Regions from separate parts of the Mus musculus genome. Here region 1 is linked to region 2. Evidence: chromatin contacts called from public HiChIP or PLAC-seq data. All regions are on one chromosome and are shown on one strand. The core of a region is the stretch at or near the end of the contact, and the rest is flanking DNA. Distances in the headings are between cores, read along the strand shown. Region 1 overlaps Bmp2k (BMP2 inducible kinase). Region 2 overlaps Gm33370 (predicted gene, 33370).

Region 1 (2,700 bases), core at 108-2,607, 100 kb after region 2:
GGTGTGCTGAGATCCCGGGTGTGGGTCCAGGTGTGCTGAGATCCCGGGTGTGGGTCTAGGTGTGCTGAGATCCTGGGTGTGGGTCCAAGTGTGCTGAGATCCCTGGTGTGAGCCACAGACTCAGTTTGTCTTTCTCCCTTTAAAATTCATTCAGTGAAGTTTTCTTCAGTTAGGTCCTGAAACTCCATAAGCTTAATAGCATATGCTCATATTGTGAATGAAATAACCTTTCATCATTAAAAAAAAAAATCATGTTGATTATTCTGATCTTTGAGATATCATAATTTGCCCTTGGTTGGTTGTGTAGTCTTACTTTAAGGCCTAAGAATCAAAGATAAAATGAAAGTCCCTATGTAGGAATGTCTTGTCTGGATGTTTTTAATGGGCTAGTCTCTCTAAAGGTGACTCATGTTAGTAAAGAAAAATTTTAAGTCACAAAATGTGAAATTATATCACTTGGTGGAAGGAAACAAAGGAAAATGGGGTGCCTTCTAGAAACCCAACCCGTTTCAGTCTCTCAGCTTTGTTGTATGGATTCTTTAATGTCACAGGATGGCTCAGGAAGTAACTTCTAGATTATAGGAATAACTTTGTAAACTTAGTTTTATTTTCTTTGTCACATGTTACCTTCCTATCCTCTCTTAACCCAGTCTCTGGCCACCATTCTTTTTGTCTCTGAATTGGACTCTGATAGGAGTTTCAATAATTGAAACTCTGCTGTACTTGTCTGTCTGTAGTGGGCTTCTTTCACTTGATTGTGTTAAGACACATGGAAGGGTAAAACCTAACAACTATGCCATGGTACTTATGAGAAAGAGCACAAAAGAGTGGACAAAGCAAAGTGCGTGGGCTTTACCAGCGCTAAGTCTTTGTGAAAGCGGATGCCGTGCTTGCCGGGAAGGAAGGTAGGAGGATCAGGGGCTGAAGGCCGCTCCGGCTACATAGACACTGCTTCAGACTCATAGAGATCCACCTCTTCCTTCTGTCCGAGTGCTGGCATTAAAGGTGTGTGCCACCTCACAGGTTATGGGAATAGTTTATAAATGTCGTAGTCGTAGACACCTGCACCAGTGAAAATGACTTGCTTTGTTTCCTTTCTTGATTACTTTCTATGTCATAAAATAAGTTGTTTGATTCTGGAAAGAATTTGCAAAAGCTGACCATGTTCCTTCCCAAGGGTGACTAAACCTGCTACTTAAGAAGTTTTAGGGAAGTCACAGTGAATTCTCTTACCCAGAAACCTTCACAGAATTTCACTGGACTTATTATTTAAAAGCATATGTGACTAATTGGTCTTTTAGGTAAAATGCCTGCCTTAAGCCAACCACACATCGTTAAGATCCATGCCGCTAAGTTGAGTGATAATTTATGCTTGGGTACTCAGTGCTTTGATGACAACGTACTCTGTGCTTGTGACACTGGCTCTGTCCAACATGTTAATTGTTGAATTTTATTTTATTTTAGAAGTACTGGGACTCAAATTCAGCACACACACGTTAGGTAACGAGTGCCCTTCCCAGCTGTTTCCTAGTCCTGTCTGAAAAGTTAACTAACTCTAATCAAACTGTTTCTATAAACTGTGCTCACACAGCTAAGAGATGGCAGTGGTATTATCACGGCTTTATGCTGGAACATTTGCAGAAATCTTCTAGTTGCCTAGAGAATTTCCCCATCCATTGTGACCCCCAGCCCCATCCACCCAGAAGTTGTTCTATTGCTCTTGGCCTTCTGGGGAAGATTGTCAGCCTAGCAGGGTCACACTGTTGCTGCCTGCCTCTCCCAGCAGCTCTCGGATGTTAGAAGCATCTCAGGTGGAGGCGAGCTCTCTTGCTCACCTCTCCTCTCTGTACAGTAGTGTTGTCTGGCTTGAGTGTCCCCTTCTTGCTCCTGTTGTGACAACTGCAGTGAGTCCAGAGCACAGCTCCCCGCTGTGCCTGGAAGACAGCTTTCCTAAGTTATCCTCCACCTTGGCTCCTATGGTCTTCCTGCCCCCTCTCCCACAGTGATCCTAGCCTTGGGATGAAGAGTATGATAACAGATGGTCCAGTTAGGGCTGAGCACTCTGCATTCTCTCATCCTGTGCATGCTGACCTGTTGGGAGTCTCTGCTGATTGCCATTTTCTGAGTGAAGAAACTTCTCGGGTGAGAGATGGGCAAAGCACTGATGTGGGGTTTCAGCCATAAGTTATTACAATACTGTGTCAGCTTATCAGAATGATGATAGCAGATTCTCCACGGCCCATGACCTACCTAGCCACAGGCTCATTAATAGGAATGGGTTCTAGCTTCTGGAGTGGCCTTAAATCCAGTCAGAAAGAGGTTAGTTACTCCCGGAAGATAGCCAAGGCCAAAGGACTGGCGAGAAGCTGGAAATGTGGTGGAAGGAAACAGGGGAAATGGGTATACTTGTTGGATACCTTTCGGAAACCTACCCCATCTTCTTTTCCTCTTTTTTTCTGTGCTGGGCTGGATTCCAGCGCTTTGTACATGGACCTTAACCTTTAAAAGCAGTTGAAGAGACGGTTTAAGGATGGGGAGAAACACGTGGAACGGGAGTGTTGAAAAGGCAGTTGGTTACATATTCCAATCCATTTCTATATGAGCTAGCATCTCCTTTTGAGATTGTGTTTTAATCACAGCGTTTCTCCCTTCTCTTCTCTCCCTCCAGAGCCTCCCATATGCCCCTGCTCACTTCCCTTA
Region 2 (2,700 bases), core at 169-2,668:
TGATTTTCCTTGAGCTCTGGTGGGGGCATGATTCTGACACTTGAAGACAGTTTTATGCGATTGTGTGGTGTTTGGAATTCTGGAAAGTTTTCAGGGAATATATAAAAAAGGGCCCTGAGAGGTGGAGTTGTTGATTGTTGGTTGGTTGGTTGGTTGGTTGGTTGGTTGTTGGTTGTTAATGGTTGTTGTTGATTACAGTTTGATAAGTAGTCCTGTGCAAAAAGAAGAAACAAGAAGAAATCACATATCTTGACAGCAAAGATCAAACTTGCTCCCAGAAACTCAAGACCCCTGTTAGCAGGAACAGTCCCACCTATTAATGATAACACCCCCTTTTCCTTTCTATCCTTTTTTTTCTCCTATCTAGTGTTAGGGGGTTAAAAGGACAGAAAACAGATGGAGAAGGGTGGAAGAAAGAATAATCCACAAAGTAGCTAAAGCCTTGCTGCATCACTTAACTACATCAAGTTGTTAATTAATAATAGCAGTAATACTTACATTTGATTATTGGTAAGGTAGTTCCCTCCAATATTGCTATGGTCTTAAATAATAGCTTACGGCCACCCCCTCATATGGTCAAAGGATTCCACTTCTGAGATTCTGAGAAGACTAGTAGAACTGTACCTTACAGGGTCCTCTGTTTGCTTCTCTGTGCTGACTCTCTTCACTCAGAGCTCTTCCATTCCAGGCAGGCTTTGTTCACTTAGACTCTTTTCCAGGTTTTGGGGGTTGCTCTTTAATTCTGAGCATTTAGCTACTATCTCTCGCTGCAAAGGTTGGCAAGAGAATTCTGGCAAGTGGAGCAGATGTAAATAGAAGTGAGCTGAAAGTTTGTTCAGGACAATACCATAGATCCATCATCTCTCTACTCTACGGGGCTTCTTAGGCAAGATGGAGGGGGGGGGGGCTTAGAGCATGAGCTCTGGAGAACAATCACTGAATTCATTTCTTACACCTGTTCTGTTTTGGCCCTTTAACCTTGGGATTAAATTATATTTTTCCATAAAGTACTGGGAACAAATATACTAAGTGTTACCTATAAACGTTAACCAGAACTATATTGAGACATCTACAACAGTGTTCTCTCACATTTGAATGGCTGCCCTTCAAGGCAATGTTTGAACCTGTGCAAAATACAATAGAATATTCCTGGGATGATTGCAACAGGACAAAGGACCTTTCATGGTATTTCAACAGAAATAAATGGAGACTTGGCTACCCGCTAGACCATGCGTATGTGGCCTGTGGCTGGTTCTGAGCCCCTCACGGCTTTCACTTTGTCCCTGCCCACAGTCTTCAGCGGCCCCGTAGCTTTGATGCTTCCCTCCTCCCGGTTTGTAGTTCACTGTCATCAGCAGCCCGGTTTCCTGTCTTGTCATTGTCCAGCTGCTTGTCTGGCACCGCTAACTCCTTCCTCTTCCTCTCCAGAGGATGTCGACATTTCCAGTACAGACGGGCAACGCCACCAGCTCTTCTGGCTGCAGCTCTTCCTTCTTTAAACCTCCTTTGAAGCCTCGTGAGTTTCCTGTAATGACTGCGTCTCTGTTTTGGCTATTTTAGTACTTATGTGGCTTTTGATTTTGATCTGGATTCACATCTTCTAGCCAAAACCCATCTCCAACAAGTAGTTTGGGGTTTTGCTGGAAGGTAATTTGAATTTGTTTACAAGATCACCAACTCCCAATTTAGATGTCCTAAGACTTCTGAAGGGGAGTGGCCTTCCCAGAGTGCCTTGCCCTCATTATCACTAAGCTATGTTATTAGGCAGGGATGGGCTGTTTTGTTTGTGAGCTAATCCTGCTTCTTATAATTCTCAGTGCTCACTGCTGAATCAGGAGAAGCAGGGAAGTCACTTCAGCAGAACTGAAGAATTAAACACACACACACACACACACACACCACACACACCACACACACACACACACACACACACACACACCACACACACACACACACACACACACACACACACACACACACACACGCTGGTGCACGTATACCAACCACATAGAGCACAGGGCTATTTCATCATAATCATCTGACATCTTTTCTGCAGGAAGTCACAAATACAAAATAGATATGAACAAAAATAACTCAGTTGTCGTAACAGATGAGGAATGATCTCTGTCTTCTCCCTCCTTCCCCTCCTCCCGCTCCTCCCCCTCCTCTCTGTCCTCCTGTCTCTCCCCTTTCTCTTCCTCCTTCTCTCCTACCTCCTTTCCCTCTTCCATCTCTTCCTACTTCTCTCTGTGTGTCTTGATCTCTCTGGTCTCTCCCCTTCTTGTCCTTCTTCTCTGTTATCATTATTCATATGAATAATACAAAAAAAATCTCCCAGATATTTCTCTGTCTACTCTCAATGATTAGGGCCCCACAAGTGTTTGTTCTTTGAACCTTTCTTCCCCTGAGCAACTTTTGTGCTCCAGGTGCTCAGGAAAGAGATCAGATAGGTCCCTGGCACCCAGAACCTTCTAATTGGGTGGTGGTCATTTTTCACTACTGGGTGCTGGAAACTTTCTTTTAAGAAAAAGCCAGTGCATCTCAAGATTCCATGAGAAGAACACGAGGCAGGAGAAGACGGGGCTTATCCTGTGCCCCATCTCGAGGTTTCCTAAGAGGCCAGATGCAGTACAGAGCTGCTTCCTTCCTATTTCTGTTGCTCAGAACTCACAGCCAAACACTAAAACCCAGCAAATCAGT

What was found. HiChIP or PLAC-seq counts read pairs in DNA pulled down with a chosen protein or histone mark.
Region 1: an H3K27ac HiChIP or PLAC-seq map of the HPC-7 cell line shows a contact between it and region 2, with 7 times the contacts expected there. The contact joins two enhancer-like sites. A contact is called at or near these places in 2 of 39 promoter capture datasets (the C10 cell line and the HPC-7 cell line), 3 of 15 datasets of contacts at CTCF or cohesin (CD8 T cells, the G1E-ER4 cell line and large pre-B cells), 45 of 484 Hi-C or Micro-C datasets (the 63-12 cell line, B cells, the Ba/F3 cell line and 26 more), 20 of 115 datasets of contacts at active chromatin or transcription factors (CD8 T cells, DN3 thymocytes, the HPC-7 cell line and 14 more) and 1 of 9 other capture datasets (bone marrow-derived macrophages).

The regions. Positions count from the first base shown.
Region 1 is chr5:97,013,529-97,016,228 of GRCm38.p6, forward strand. All of the region lies in intron 1 of Bmp2k (BMP2 inducible kinase), which reads left to right. Among named protein-coding and RNA genes, the nearest start is that of Bmp2k, 17 kb to the left of the region's middle. Within about 2 kb of position 1,358, at least 10 of the 459 cell types and tissues checked have an H3K27ac peak or open chromatin away from gene starts, as enhancers often do. A contact at or near this core is called in the G1E-ER4 cell line and the HPC-7 cell line, where this site is marked.
Region 2 is chr5:96,910,338-96,913,037 of GRCm38.p6, forward strand. It overlaps Gm33370 (predicted gene, 33370), which reads right to left. Exons shown (of 3, transcript NR_168888.1): 2 at 625-790; 3 at 1-212. Among named protein-coding and RNA genes, the nearest start is that of Gm24623, 4.1 kb to the left of the region's middle. Within about 2 kb of position 1,419, at least 168 of the 459 cell types and tissues checked have an H3K27ac peak or open chromatin away from gene starts, as enhancers often do. A contact at or near this core is called in the G1E-ER4 cell line and the HPC-7 cell line, where this site is marked.